Linked DNA regions of Hordeum vulgare: region 2 is linked to region 1. Evidence: chromatin contacts called from public Hi-C data. All regions are on one chromosome and are shown on one strand. Each heading gives the region's core, a stretch centred on a gene start, on an enhancer-like site or on the middle of the called end of the contact. The rest is flanking DNA. Distances are from core to core; before and after follow the strand shown.

Region 1 (6,681 bases), core at 2,195-4,694:
GACGCACTTGGCCAGAAAAAGCCTCACTTTGCAAAAAAAAAAAAAAAGCGACTAGGAAGGATGTTGATAGGTCATTTGGAGTTCTTCAAGCATGATCTAAAGTTATTCATGGACCTACTAAACAATGGGATCCGAAGACCTTGCAGGTGGTGATGGCATATTTCTGTGATGACGCACAACATGATCGCGGAGGACGAGGGTGAGGAACTAAGGATGTTGCCATTGCTCTCAAATTTGAGAACATGGATGATCCCATCAAACTTTGAAAAAAATAATAACCGGGCCACATTTGATGAGTTTTTTCAAATGCATCAACAAATTCGGCATCGAGCAACTCATGGGAAATATTTGATCATCTTTGGGCGGTTAAAGTGGACAAGTAGTACATATGTTAGGACAGAAATCGCTCAACACTCTCCGCCATTCCCCGTCGATCATTAAAGCTTTCGCCCAGAAATCGCTCAACACTCCGCCAAACCCTCGGGAAGGGTCAGGCCAGACCAATAGCTATCGCGACAACCCAAAGTACGATCAACCACAACCTAGTAGAGAGGAAGAAACCCTTCGACGATGACTCCAAAGAAAAAGGCGCCAACACATAATCATCGCCGGTAATCGATCCCCATCGGAAAGCAAGGCTTTCGCCCAGAGCCATTCGCCCTCCACCTCAGCGGGCCTCGGGGGAAGGGGCTCAACCAACGCCGGAATAGACCACCGACAATGTTAGGACATGACCACCGGAACCAAGAGCATGTCGGTCGAGCCACTACAACACCTAGGAGATGAAGACCACCAACTTGTAGCCACTATCGCACCGTCCACGCCACCACCACCGACCACTGCGCCCTCCACACTGCCACAACCACAGCACCACATCGACCACAAATACACAGTGCATCCATGCCACCGCGCCCTCCTAGAGGCGGTCGTCACCGCTATACACGGAGTCATTCCCATCCGCTCACATCTCTTAGAAAGAATCTTGTATTTCACGTGTGAAATCAAACCCACTTGGATGCAAACAAAATGGTGGATTATTGAAGTGAGCATGATGTCGTAACCATACATTTTTTTCTATTCCTATGTTTATGGAAATCCATGAATAAGAATTAAACCTATTTTTATGCAAACAACATAATGTATGATCAAAGTGGACATACCATGGTAAGCCCATGTTTTTTTTCGTTCCTATGCTTTTGCAATTCTGCGAATAAAAAATAAAACCCATTTTGATGCCAACAAAATGGACCATGTTAACTGGCGAACGTTCGTCAGGTAGGAACTTTGCAAACGTTTTAGGTGGCATTTTTAGTTGTGAGAGGATACCAATTTCTTGAGAGCGACACAACAGTTTCTACTCCCTCCATGGCGGTTTAGAGGCGCGCATGAGCAATTTCTTGGATCAAGGTGAATCTTGATTGACTTTAAATTTTTTGTAAATGCTCACACAATAACCGCACGGCGCCTAACTATTTGAGAAGATAATGCACAGTAACTCACACATCCAGTAAACAAAGAGTGCACGCAGTCTACTAGTATTTTTAATTAATCAAGCATTAAATATCATGCGTCTTAATCCTCTTTTATTCTGAAAATGCATGTAAACGGCACGCATTCTAAACCGTGACGGAGGAAGTACTGAAAAGGCATTATTTATTTTGAAACTGCCGCCGCTTGATTTTCCTTCACAACTAAAACTACCATTGAAAGAATTGACATTCAATTGCCACCCCTCTCCCAGCGGACGTTAGCTGGGTAAACACTACCGAACAAAATTATGTGTGATTGAAGTGGACACGCCATCCTACATTTGTTACGACGTCATGCTCACTTCAATAATGCATAATTTTGTTTCGAAAAAAGACGTAACCCTACATTATTTCTATTTCCACGCATTTAAACATGTAAACATTTTAAACATTTTCCACGCATCGCCTCGATTCCGTTGGCTGTTCTAGAAGAAATCGAGACGACTTGGGTTCTTTCTCGTCGAGGCAAAGGCAAGCACAATCGATCGTACTCCCTTCATCTTAAAATAAATGCCTTAAACTTAATACAATTTTGTACTAGAACTAGTATAAAGTTAAGACAGTTATTTTGAAACGGGGAATAGCTAATAAGCAATCACAAAACTCCTCGCCTTGCTCGTGTCTCCGTCCAGCCGCAGATTCAACGGGACGGCCAGCGGCACGCGCGCTCCGTTGTCCTCTTCCGTTGCCGTCGACAACAGCCACCTTCCCCTCGTCCGTGCGCACGCTATCTTCGATCATCGCCAGTGTCGCCGTCACATCGGCCAGGCTGATCACAAGCCCCGGCCCGGTACACGACGACCCATACGCTTGTAACAAAACCCCATCTGTGAGAACCGGGACGAGAACACCTGCGACTTGGGGAGCCCGTCGCGAAAGCGAGGCGTGCGTGCGCCTCTTTGACGAGACCCGCGCTAGCTGCCACGCACCGCGGCCGCGACGTCCCCGGTTTCATTTCTTATTCAGAGAGCGGCCGCTGCACCTGCAGCTGCAGCTCAACTTTCAGTTTCACGCGCGCACGGACACGGACCGCTCTCTTTTCTTTGATCGATCGATTTAAAATGTAGTAGAAGTATGTACGCATGATAATCTGGCGCCATACGCACCAGGAAGCCCTGACTGATGATTAGATCCCTCTTCTTTGACCGGCTAAATCAATCATCGGTCGCCAAACCTCCGAGCTTATCTTATCCGGTGTAAAACGGCGTAAACAACGAACGCCGAACTGGCGAAGCCCTAGTTTACACCGGAAAGAAAAAGAGCCACGTCGCACCGCCACCGCACCGCACCGGTCGCCGCCTCGCCGGATCGGTAGTACGGAGTAGTATTCTACGGCCATTCTGCATTTGTGCGTGCTGCGACGACGCTTGGTGACCATGCGTGGCGACGGCGTGCTACACGATGCATGACGTGGCCTGAACCTTTAACAAAACTAGAAAGCAGGTGTGTGCGCGCGCGCGTGGCCTTTAAGAACTTCTCGATTTCTTCTACCCGTGAGACCTGTCGCTCGCGGGCGGGTCTCCGTGGCGACCTTGACCTTTGCAAGCTCTGCGCGCTCTAATACATGTTCAAAGCTGTCGACGCGTGCCGTATGCATCGTCCTCCTGCTATGCTATGCTAGGCTAGCAGACTGAGCTGTGAACATCAACGAGATCGCTCGCGTGCTCTGGGCCTCTGGTGTGCGCGCGTACCGGCTTAGCTGACGGGCTGAGCCTTGACCGTAGAAAAAAAGGAAGCGGTTCTGCAGTGTGCATATGCTCCCTCCTATGATATGATGTGAATGTGATAGCTGATTAGCTGCTGCTGGACAGACTGAATCGCCGTTTGACCCGACCGCGACCGCGAGCGAGCCTGCAGTTCTGCATGGGACAAGCTTCGTTGCGCACTGGACCTTGCTGGTCGTGGTGTACAGCCTTACTCCGCTATTTTCCTGCGAGATCTTGAGAGGCGGACGGCGACAGTGCGTTGGGCTCTGGACCGTGCTCATCGTGGTGCAGAGGTTCGGCGCAGAGATAAGCTGCCGGGTGATTCCTTTACCCTTATTAGGGCGCGCTGTTTCTTCACCGTATTAAATAAAGATATATTAAATTTATTGATGTAATTTACAGGTCTATATCTATTTCCAGATGATGAGCAAATGTCTGTATTTTTTTTACCAATGTATTTAGCACAAAACGACAATCCAAATAGAGCTTTAGAGCGTGTTTGGATTGGGTGTGCCTAAATACACAGGTGTTTAATTTACAGGTCTGACTTCTCGAGACAGTAGCGATTTTCGGCTGGAAGCAAAACGACGGGAGCAGACAGGTGTTTAATTGTTTACAGGTGTATTGCTAAAGTGAAACGACATTCCAACCATGTCCTTAGTATTGTGCTGGTTCAGTGGTCAGAGTTCACCTTTTTTTTTAACGATATTCAGACTAGGGCATAGTTCATACCATTGCAGGTGGCATTCTCTTTCTGCTTCTTTGTTCTCTTTTTTTTTTTTTTACGTTTTTCTCTTATTATTTTTTCTTAGGAAAGGAAGTTCTGAATAGGAATAGCAGCACAAAATAAGAGTCAGTGGGCTGTGGACCTTACAAGGAATTGGTCGAGCAATTTTCAAGCCCATACAGTGTAGGCCATATGGCCCATACACAATCAATCTAGAGTGCTTTATTTAAAAACAAATCATTGATTTGTTTCCATTACTGCATTATTTTATTTGAAATTTAATAATTTAAATTTCTCCGCACATTCTTTAAATTTTGAACATTTTACATATTCATAATTTTCTTGTCAAATTTCTTAAAACTAATTCTTTAATATTTTCGAAATCTATAAATATTTTTTAAATTGGCTAATTTTTTTGAATTCACGAAATGCTACAATCTGTCAAAAAGTCTTCTTGTTTTCCAGTGGAGTGAGCGCCACAATAAAAACAATGCTAGCAAGCGCTGTTGGGTCTGGTCGTCCATGCGCTATAAGAGCAATTCATGGCACAAGTCTAGAACCAATTGGCCTAATTTTCAATGGCATATTACTCAGTTGAATCATTCACACTCCGGTATGGGTGTGAGCGCAGCTGGGTTAGCGACCAAACAACTGCAACATTGATTGTGTCATTCTTTGTGCTTCGTCTAGGTTCGATATTGTACTTATCATGAAATTGCTACATCGCCCTGTGCATTTGCTAGAAATCACCCGTCAAAATCAACCTTCTCTCTTTCTCTCTATCTTTGTGGTATTTTATCAAACACTTTGAGGCCACCGTGGTCCGAGCTCATGGCGGCCATGGTCGGTGGCGAGGCAGGGTATGGAAGAAGGCTCTAACTTAATGGGTCTTCCGACGTTGGCTTTATGGTGGCGTCACCTCGGATGAAAGGTGCCTACCACATCCTCAATAGATGGTACTACGATGCCAAATCATAAGAAAATGACCGGGTCACCGGCCCTCCTTGACTGCGTTGCAGCCGCATGTGGAGGGAAGAACGACATCGGTCCCTGGTCGATCAATGACTGACAAAATACCTCCTGCATTAGGTGTGTGAACTTATCTTCTGATTGGACCATTGTATTGGTCAACTAGACTGAATGCATCGAGGGCTCTAGAGAGGACACTAGAGAGGTTTTGAGTGGGTCCAGGGAGTCAAAGTCTGCTATGGCGGATGTCCACACTTCCCCAGAAGACCCCCCCCCCCTTTCCCCGATTTGCGACCAACTTTTGGGATTTCGGATGTCCGCAACGGTCCAACCTGGTTTGATGATCCACGTTGAAGAAAGTATTCAAATGGCATGGCCCGAACCAAAGTTGAAAAAAAATGTCTACGTGATCTAGGTGGTTTACCTTTGCCTAGTGCCTTGGCGGTGCTTAAACGCCCTAGGCAAAGTTTAGGCGGTAATATAGTTTTTTACTATTAAGATGCATCTATAATTGTTTATATGTATATTAATGTTAATTTAGGGCATATAAGTAAGTTAACTATCGGTACTCACATTGGTATATAGTCCGTTTGGCATATCAGTGCAATATGACATAGTTTGTCGCTTGGGTAAGTAATTTCTTACTTGTCCTGTCTAGACTTTCATTTACGTCCTAGCCAAGGCGTTTGGCCATCACCTAGAGCCTAAGCGTGCCTTCAGATAGAGGTCCGAACATTTGTAGTTGTTCTGGTGAGCCAATTCCTATTGTGCGTGTAAGTCACTAGATAGCAACATACGACATATCCATGTATGCCACTGCCCAAAGATGGGTTGACACAACCAATTCCTATTGTGCGTGTAAGTCACTAGATAGCAACATACGGCGTATCCATGTATGCCACTGCCCAAAGATGGGTTGACACAATCAGTGAATTCTAGTGACTTCCATTTCTGGTTTTGCGAAGGTTCTAGATCTTCCCACATCGCCTTATATATTTTTCATGTGTGTGTTTATTCTGCTTTTTTTTCAATTTTTATTTTTATTTACAAATCCATGAATATTTTCAAACTGGAAATATATTTTCAAATTTCATGTACATTTTCTTCATCCCGAAACATTTTTGGAATTCCTGAAGAAATATTTTTCACAAACTTTTTTATATCCATGATCATTTTTTGAATTCAAGAGTATTTTCTATTTAGCGAACATTTATGAATCCGTGAACAAAAGTTGAGTTCGTGAATAATTGTTAAATTTTAGGAACATGTTCTAAATTCATGAACAATTTTCAATTTCATGTACAGATTTTAAATTCATGATCATTTTTTTATTTGATGAGAAAAATATCAATTTCGTATTTTGTTTAATCCCTGGACATTTTGAAATTCCTGCATATTTTTACAGTTATTTGGAAAAAACTTAATGTACATTTTTATAATCCATTAACTATTTTAAAATTTAAGAAATATTTAACAAAAAACCACAGGCTCAAACAGATTGAAATAAACTGTTCAACTGATACAGTCACCCTACAATGGGCTGGCACATTTTAGCTAGCACTGCAGGGAAGGGGTTGCACAATAGCCGGTTACCTTATGATGCACCTTATAGTAGCTCTCTTTGCAGGAAATACACTTTTGTTCCTGATTGTATATGTACCCTATATGAGATTTTTTTAATAGTTAATGAAAAGTTAAAATAGTTCCAAAGTATTTTTAGATTAAATTGGATTTTGTTTTTGCAATAGTG
Region 2 (6,681 bases), core at 1,628-4,127, 190 kb before region 1:
TTGTTATATGCTGCTCAGATGAAAATAAATGCCATCTAAGGTTGCTTAGTGTTCTATATTATATTTCTATTTTTGTTATATCCATACTTTTGCATTCTCCGAATTGTCCCAAGCTGGAAGATGGCGGTTGCTTTAGGGGAGACTCTGTTCCCCCCAAAAAATCCAGCTCATAATTTATTATAAATGAAACTAGAAGGTGTCAAGATACATATATTTAAATACTAGCTCTCTAACAACAACATAAGACATCTAACAACATCATACATCGACCCAACCGAGAGATATAGTAAATTCCAAGGAAGAATACAGGCTGAGATGTACCCGAACAACAGTACTCCGGTGTCCCAAAGTATAGCATGGAATATATATATTTTCAAAGTCAAGCTAAGTAATTTGTTTACCCTTTTTACACAAAATTATCAACTCTTAAAATACCAAATAAATATCATTGGATTCACCCATAAACATATTATAGTTTGATGTATAGTTAGTGCTCTCTCTCTATATATATTTTCCAGTAAATTTGGTTAAGGTTTGTAAAGTTTGACTGTGGAGCACACATTGTGCCTTCAAAAAACATACCGAGCCCCACCACCACAAACCTAGCCCTTCGCTCCTCCCTCTCCCCTCGACATTGCCGGTGAAGCCTTGGAAAAGTTCGTGCGGCTCACGGCGAAGGCGAGGTCGTTTCAGCTCGATCGTTAGTCGTGTGGTCGACATGTTGGGAGGGTGTAGCTCCAACCACTAGTGTTTGAGATCCATCAATTGTGCCTTCTCGATTGTCCCCAATGTCCGTCCCTCCACGAGCCCAGGTATTAGCAACACATACTTCGAGGGGGAATGGGGAACCACTATCGGCCTATACATGAAAACTGTCTCCAAAGCCCGATTTTGTACTAGTGTCTCTTCCTAGTAAATATGTCGACCAAATCCGGGCGCTTCATCTCCTGTTATGGTGTTTGCTCCCCGATGTCGCCTTGCCTCCACTAGGCATCTGAAGTTTGTCGCTTGGATTGTTATGGTCGCATGTCGATCTGGCGTTTGATATTCGCGGTTCCTTTGTCCTTCTCGAGATAGTGAAAGTTGATCTTCACGGTTGTTCGATGGTTGAGACACTTCGACGCGGTGGTTCATATGCGGTTTCCTTCCACGAAAGAACTTGTTAAGGAGCACTCTTTGCAAAGTTCACTTTCACCATTTCACTTGTCGCAACCTAAAAGTTTTCTTCCTTTTTCATAGATTTGCTTACTCAAAACATTTTATCTCTTAAACTATGTGTGCAAATCGTGAACCGTTTTCACCTTCATATTCCTTGTGTCGAAATCATTAAAACTAGATCCTATGTTGATAGGTTTCAATGAACTTTTTTTAGAAAAAAAAAACGGACGGAAAATACAAAACCGAAAACATATTTTTCCTTTTTCCGAGAGGCAGAGTCGCGAAAAGAAGGACAATGCGTTTTTTCTCCTTTTTCGAGAAGCATGATCGTGCCTCTCGCGTAAGCAAATCCGTGACTCCATGAGAAGCAAATCAGTGCTCTCGCGTTTTTTCCTATTTAAAAGATACAACCATGCCTCTTGCAGAAACAATTTCGTGCCTCCACGAGAAGCAAATTCATGCTCTAGCGAAAGGTTTTCTTTTCCTTTTCCGAAAGGCATGATCGCGCCTCGCGAAAGAAATGCATACCTGCACGGAAGCAAATACATGCCTCTTATGAAAAGAAATACACATTTTTTCTTTCCCGAGAGAAGTAACTCCGCCCCTTCACGAGAAGTAAATCTGTGGCTCTAGCGAAAGGTTTTCTTTTCCTTTTCTGAAAGGCATGACCGTGCCCCGCGAAACAAATGCATACCTGCAAGAGAACCAAATACATGTATCTCATGAAAAAAACACATTTTTTCTTCCCCGAGAGAAGTAACTCTGCCCCTTCATGAGAAGTAAATCCGTGTCTCTAGCGAAAGGTTTTCTTTTCCTTTTTCGAGAGTCATGACGTGGCTCGCGAAACAAATGCATACCTGCACGAGAAGCAAATACATGCCTCTCATAAAATAAAGAAAATACATTTTTTCTTTCCCGAAAGGAGTAAATCTGCCCCTTCATGAAAAGTAAATTCGTGCCTCTCACTGATTAAAAAAAGAGAAATAAAACACATTTGCTTTCATTTCCCGAGAGGCACCATGCGTGTCACGGTAGCAAATTCTTGTCTCCACGAGAAACAAATCCTTGACTCTCTAAAATAAAAAGACGCGTGTTTTCACATAATTTTTTGTTCTTCCAAATCCTAAGAAAACTGAAAAAAAACGAAAAGCAGAAAAATGAAAAAAAGTCTTCTAAAAATCAAAACGTGTATTAAAAATTAATAAAAAAAAACGTACAGAACGCGACGCATGACGGACACGCTGAGAACGTGCCAAATGACATGCTCTCAGATTACTTCAAATGACCTTTGAGGAGGCTTCCGAACGAGTGTTCGTCGGATAGTTGCTCCCTACGCAACCGGGCCACAGGTTTTCCCAAAAGAGAAACATTTGGGCCTCCCCCATTACCGCCGGTCGCGCCACGGCTGTCTGCGAAAGACCCTCCACGTCCACGCCGAACCACCACCGCCCCACGGCAGCCGTCCCACGGCCGATCGACCATGGATAGACAGACTCATAGACCTGCCCGGAGAAGAGCGCGGTCCACCGGCCGGCACATGGCCGAGACCAGCGCGCGGCCGTACCACCATCACCATGCATGCATGCATGTGGGCCGGGCGCGCGCGCATGGACCGGCCGGAGGGATCACGCGCTTGCCTACGACTACGAGCTAGTAGCAGCGAGAGAGGGGTGCCTGACTGCCCGGCAGTACGAGCCTGACTCGAGACCGTGTCGTCCGTCAATGCGTGCGGGACCGATCCCCATCGGTCCGTCCTACTCGATCCCACCTTGTCGTCTTTGATCCGTTCGATATTCGTCGTCATGTGGTCAAGCCGAGTTTTAATCGCAACGGTGCCCACACCCACACCCAGACCCACACATGCAAGCATCATTTCGTGGACCCGAGTTTGACATTTGCTCGCTCGATCGCCGGCTGTCTTTCCCGGTCTACTGGTCTATAGCTCTATGTATGTATCAACGCGGTATTGCGACCTCCACCACGTAGCTCGCCAGGTTGGAGCTCTCGCCGAGCTTGCCATCTCTAGGTACTCCCTCCGTCCCGGTGTACAAATCACTCGCGTAGTTCTAGGTCATCGATTTGAGAAATTAAATATGTGTTATATATCATGAAAAATATATATCACTAATTTTTTACACGGTTGTAATTTCTAAATATATTTTTTATCACATATGATACATATTTAGATCGTTAAATTATTAGCTTAAAACTACGTAAATAACTTATACACCGGAACGGAGGTAGTAGACTGGATGGTTTACTAGTCTCAGTCGCGGCGCGCTACCCTTTTTTAATTACACGCTAGATTTACACTTTCTCTCCTACATGCATGCACGTGTGATGATGAGTGTCAAATTGTCAACTTAGCTTTATTTGTTCTCCGGCGCGTGAATGGCGAATGGCTGTTATTATATTTCCTTTTTGACGGAGTCTAGTATACTGCCTGCACACTGTTGGACTATTCTAGTAATTATTAAGTGGGTAAAGTTGCACCTGATGTGTGGGTGACGACCGATGACTAAGGATGTCAATTTTATTCATATGAGCAGGGTATATGTGCATATTTTTATATTCATGGATAATATCTATATCCTACCTGTTAAGTCATGAATAGAGTATGGGTATAGCCTTGTATCCACGGATATATCTGTGTCATGTCTACTTGTGAACTAATGTTAATGTGAAGTTGTCATCAATTAACCATTAATTGGTCATGCGACTCGTCTACTCCTATTAACTTTTGAGTATATTATGATTTCTAAATTTTGATAGGGGTCACGTACTCATCTACTTGTTATTCAGTCGAGATAATTGCATTTTGAAAAAATCTGCTATCAATTAAGTGTAAAATTGTCAACAACTTGTGTGCTGTTTGTTCTACCCATCGGGTACCCAATGGATACGGATACCTGTCGGGTATGAGTATGGGTAAAGTTTCATACACGTGGGTACGGGTATGGATAGAATTTTATACCCACTAACTATGCAAGTATGGGTATGTTATTGATCTATCCTGCACATACCTTGCCAATTGCCATCCTTATCGATTACTCAAATATTATATTACAAGTGTAGAAAAACGTCTTATCTTCTATTCTTAAATAACTACTATGCACTAGCTATTTTTTTATACATGCAACTATTGCCACAAGAGCAAGTCATGCATGCAAGTCATAAATTACATTGTTTTTGCATTACCTATGCATGCAAGCACCACATCATTAATTCATGCATGTTACTCAGAAGTTATTTTTCGCACTAGATCTTTTATTGAAAATATATGTGTTCGACACTTCCACCATTCTTATGTAGTTTACATTTACATTTTTGTTAAAAATGACATTCTTTTAATAGTAATTCAGTTTTTTTCTTTTTATACCCTTTGTATTTTCTTCATTTTTAAGCTTAGATTTGCTTTCATTAGTTATAGATATTCTTTAGTAACCTTTATGCGTTTTTTTAGCAAGGCCTCCGCAGCAACGCGCCGGTGCATCCTCTAGTATTAAGTTAAAGAGGGAGTACATTCTAACAACGGCGGAGCTAGAACATTTTTTTGGGCGTATCACTTAAGAAGAAAAGACAATGCATAATTCATTCGTACATGTGTCGACATTAAAACCGGCAGATCTCGGGTATGTTGGGGATCGTCGCATGGGAAACACAAATTTTCCTACGCGCACGAAGACCTATCATGGTGATGTCCATCTACGAGAGGAGATTTGAATCTACGTACCCTTGTAGATCGCACAGCACGAAGTGTTAAGAAATGCGGTTGATGTAGTGGAACGTCCTCACGTCTAAACCTGAGAATGGTTTTATATTTGAACCATACCCATACATTTATTTCTCAAAACCATACTTAAACCATACCCATTTGATGTCATTTTCAGCCCAACCAAAACTAAACCCATTATTTTTTTCACCAAAACCAACTTAAACCCAATACATAACCGTGGGTTTAAAACCAATACATAACTATGGGTTTTCTTTAATATACATATAATTGCACAAATTGACAAGTTAAGAAGCAAATGAGATAGAAAAGGCATAAGTGCATCTACAACAGTTTGAGAACAAAGTTAGCCTTGAGATACAGTCAACACACAACAAAAGGCAAAAAAAAATGACGACGTATGAATAGCTCACTAACAAGTGTATTAAAACAAAATTACTTAGCTAAAGGACAAGCAAACACTTCCGATTTTCATGTGGTATTTCTCCATAATACATAATTACATAGTGCATTACAACATGTATGCGGATCAAAGATATTCGTTCTCGGTTATCGTTGGTTATTGCACATAACCAATGCCTAGAAACCGGGTTGGACCCATAGTTTATAACCGTTTATAACCAAACTGTTTAAGCCCATAACCAACTATACCCAAACTGATTTCTCCACATACCCAAACCAAAACCAAACTAAAAAATGTCCAACCCAATAAAACCTAAACCAATCAAACCCAAAGTAATAACCGAACCGTTACACCCGGTTTTCTAATAACCATTTCCAGGTTTACTCACGTCCCTCGATCCGCCCCGCGAACCGTCCCACAAACCGTTCCGCGATCCGTCCCACGATCCGCTCCGATCTAGTGCCGAACGGACGACACCTCCGGGTTCAGCACACGTACAACTCGACGATGATCTCGGCCTTCTTGATCCAGCAAGCAAGACGGAGAAGTAGATGAGTTCTCCGGCAGCGTGACGGCGCTCCGGTGGTGGTGAAGGATCTACTCCTGCACGGCTCCGCCCGAGCTCCCTAGAAATATGATCTAGAGGTAAAACTATGGTGTCTAGATCTGAGTTGCACGTGGCAAAGTTGTCTCAAATCAGCCCTAAATCACCAGTATATATAGGAGGAGGAGGACTCCTACTCCAATCCTAGTCCAACTAGGATTGGAAAGTGGAGTCCTTCCCTTCTTTCCCACCTTTTCTTTTCTTTCTTTCTTTGGTTTTCTCTCTATGACGCATAGACCTTATTGGGCTGTCCCACCAGCCCACTAAGGGCTGGTGCTGTAATGCCCCAAGTGTGTAACCTTCCATATTTGGAACCTTCCCATGTGGGTCCACCTTGTCAATGACATGAGAGCTATCAATGCATGTGATTTCATGTGATGTCACTTGTTATTCTTCCTTGCATGCATGCATGCCATATCATATCATGTCCATGTTCTTGTGTTGTTGCATTGTGTTCTTATGAGGTGATGTGATGCATTGTGGTGTGTGTGATGTGTAGCTTGTGTGGGGAATGCTTGTGATAGAAGGGGCTACCTTGTGACTTGTTAGGTTTTTAAAAACCCTTCCCTCTCCCTTTTATTCCAAGCTCAAGATTCACTTGAGCCTACCCTGATTTTAAAATGCCCAAGTGCTAGCCTTGTTTTGTGGTGTGTTCTTGCTATTTTGATTAGGTGTAGAGTTGGTGCAAATAGATACAAAACAGATATTATAAATGCTGTTTTGTAAATATTTAGTTGCCCCAAAAAATCATTTTGCATTTTATTCAAATAGGTCATGAATTAT

The links. Hi-C and Micro-C count contacts between places; a contact is called where the count stands out from the background.
Region 2: a contact with region 1 is called in a Hi-C map of seedling, with 2.6 times the contacts expected there. The contact joins two enhancer-like sites. A contact is called at or near these places in 2 of 6 Hi-C or Micro-C datasets (leaf and seedling).

Annotation. Positions count from the first base shown.
Region 1 is chr1H:468,973,249-468,979,929 of MorexV3_pseudomolecules_assembly, reverse strand. No RefSeq gene overlaps it. Among protein-coding and RNA genes, the nearest start is that of LOC123446164, 20 kb to the right of the region's middle. Within about 2 kb of position 3,444, at least 3 of the 3 cell types and tissues checked have open chromatin away from gene starts, as enhancers often do. A contact at or near this core is called in leaf and seedling, where this site is marked.
Region 2 is chr1H:469,162,552-469,169,232 of MorexV3_pseudomolecules_assembly, reverse strand. No RefSeq gene overlaps it. Among protein-coding and RNA genes, the nearest start is that of LOC123446187, 43 kb to the left of the region's middle. Within about 2 kb of position 2,877, at least 3 of the 3 cell types and tissues checked have open chromatin away from gene starts, as enhancers often do. A contact at or near this core is called in leaf and seedling, where this site is marked.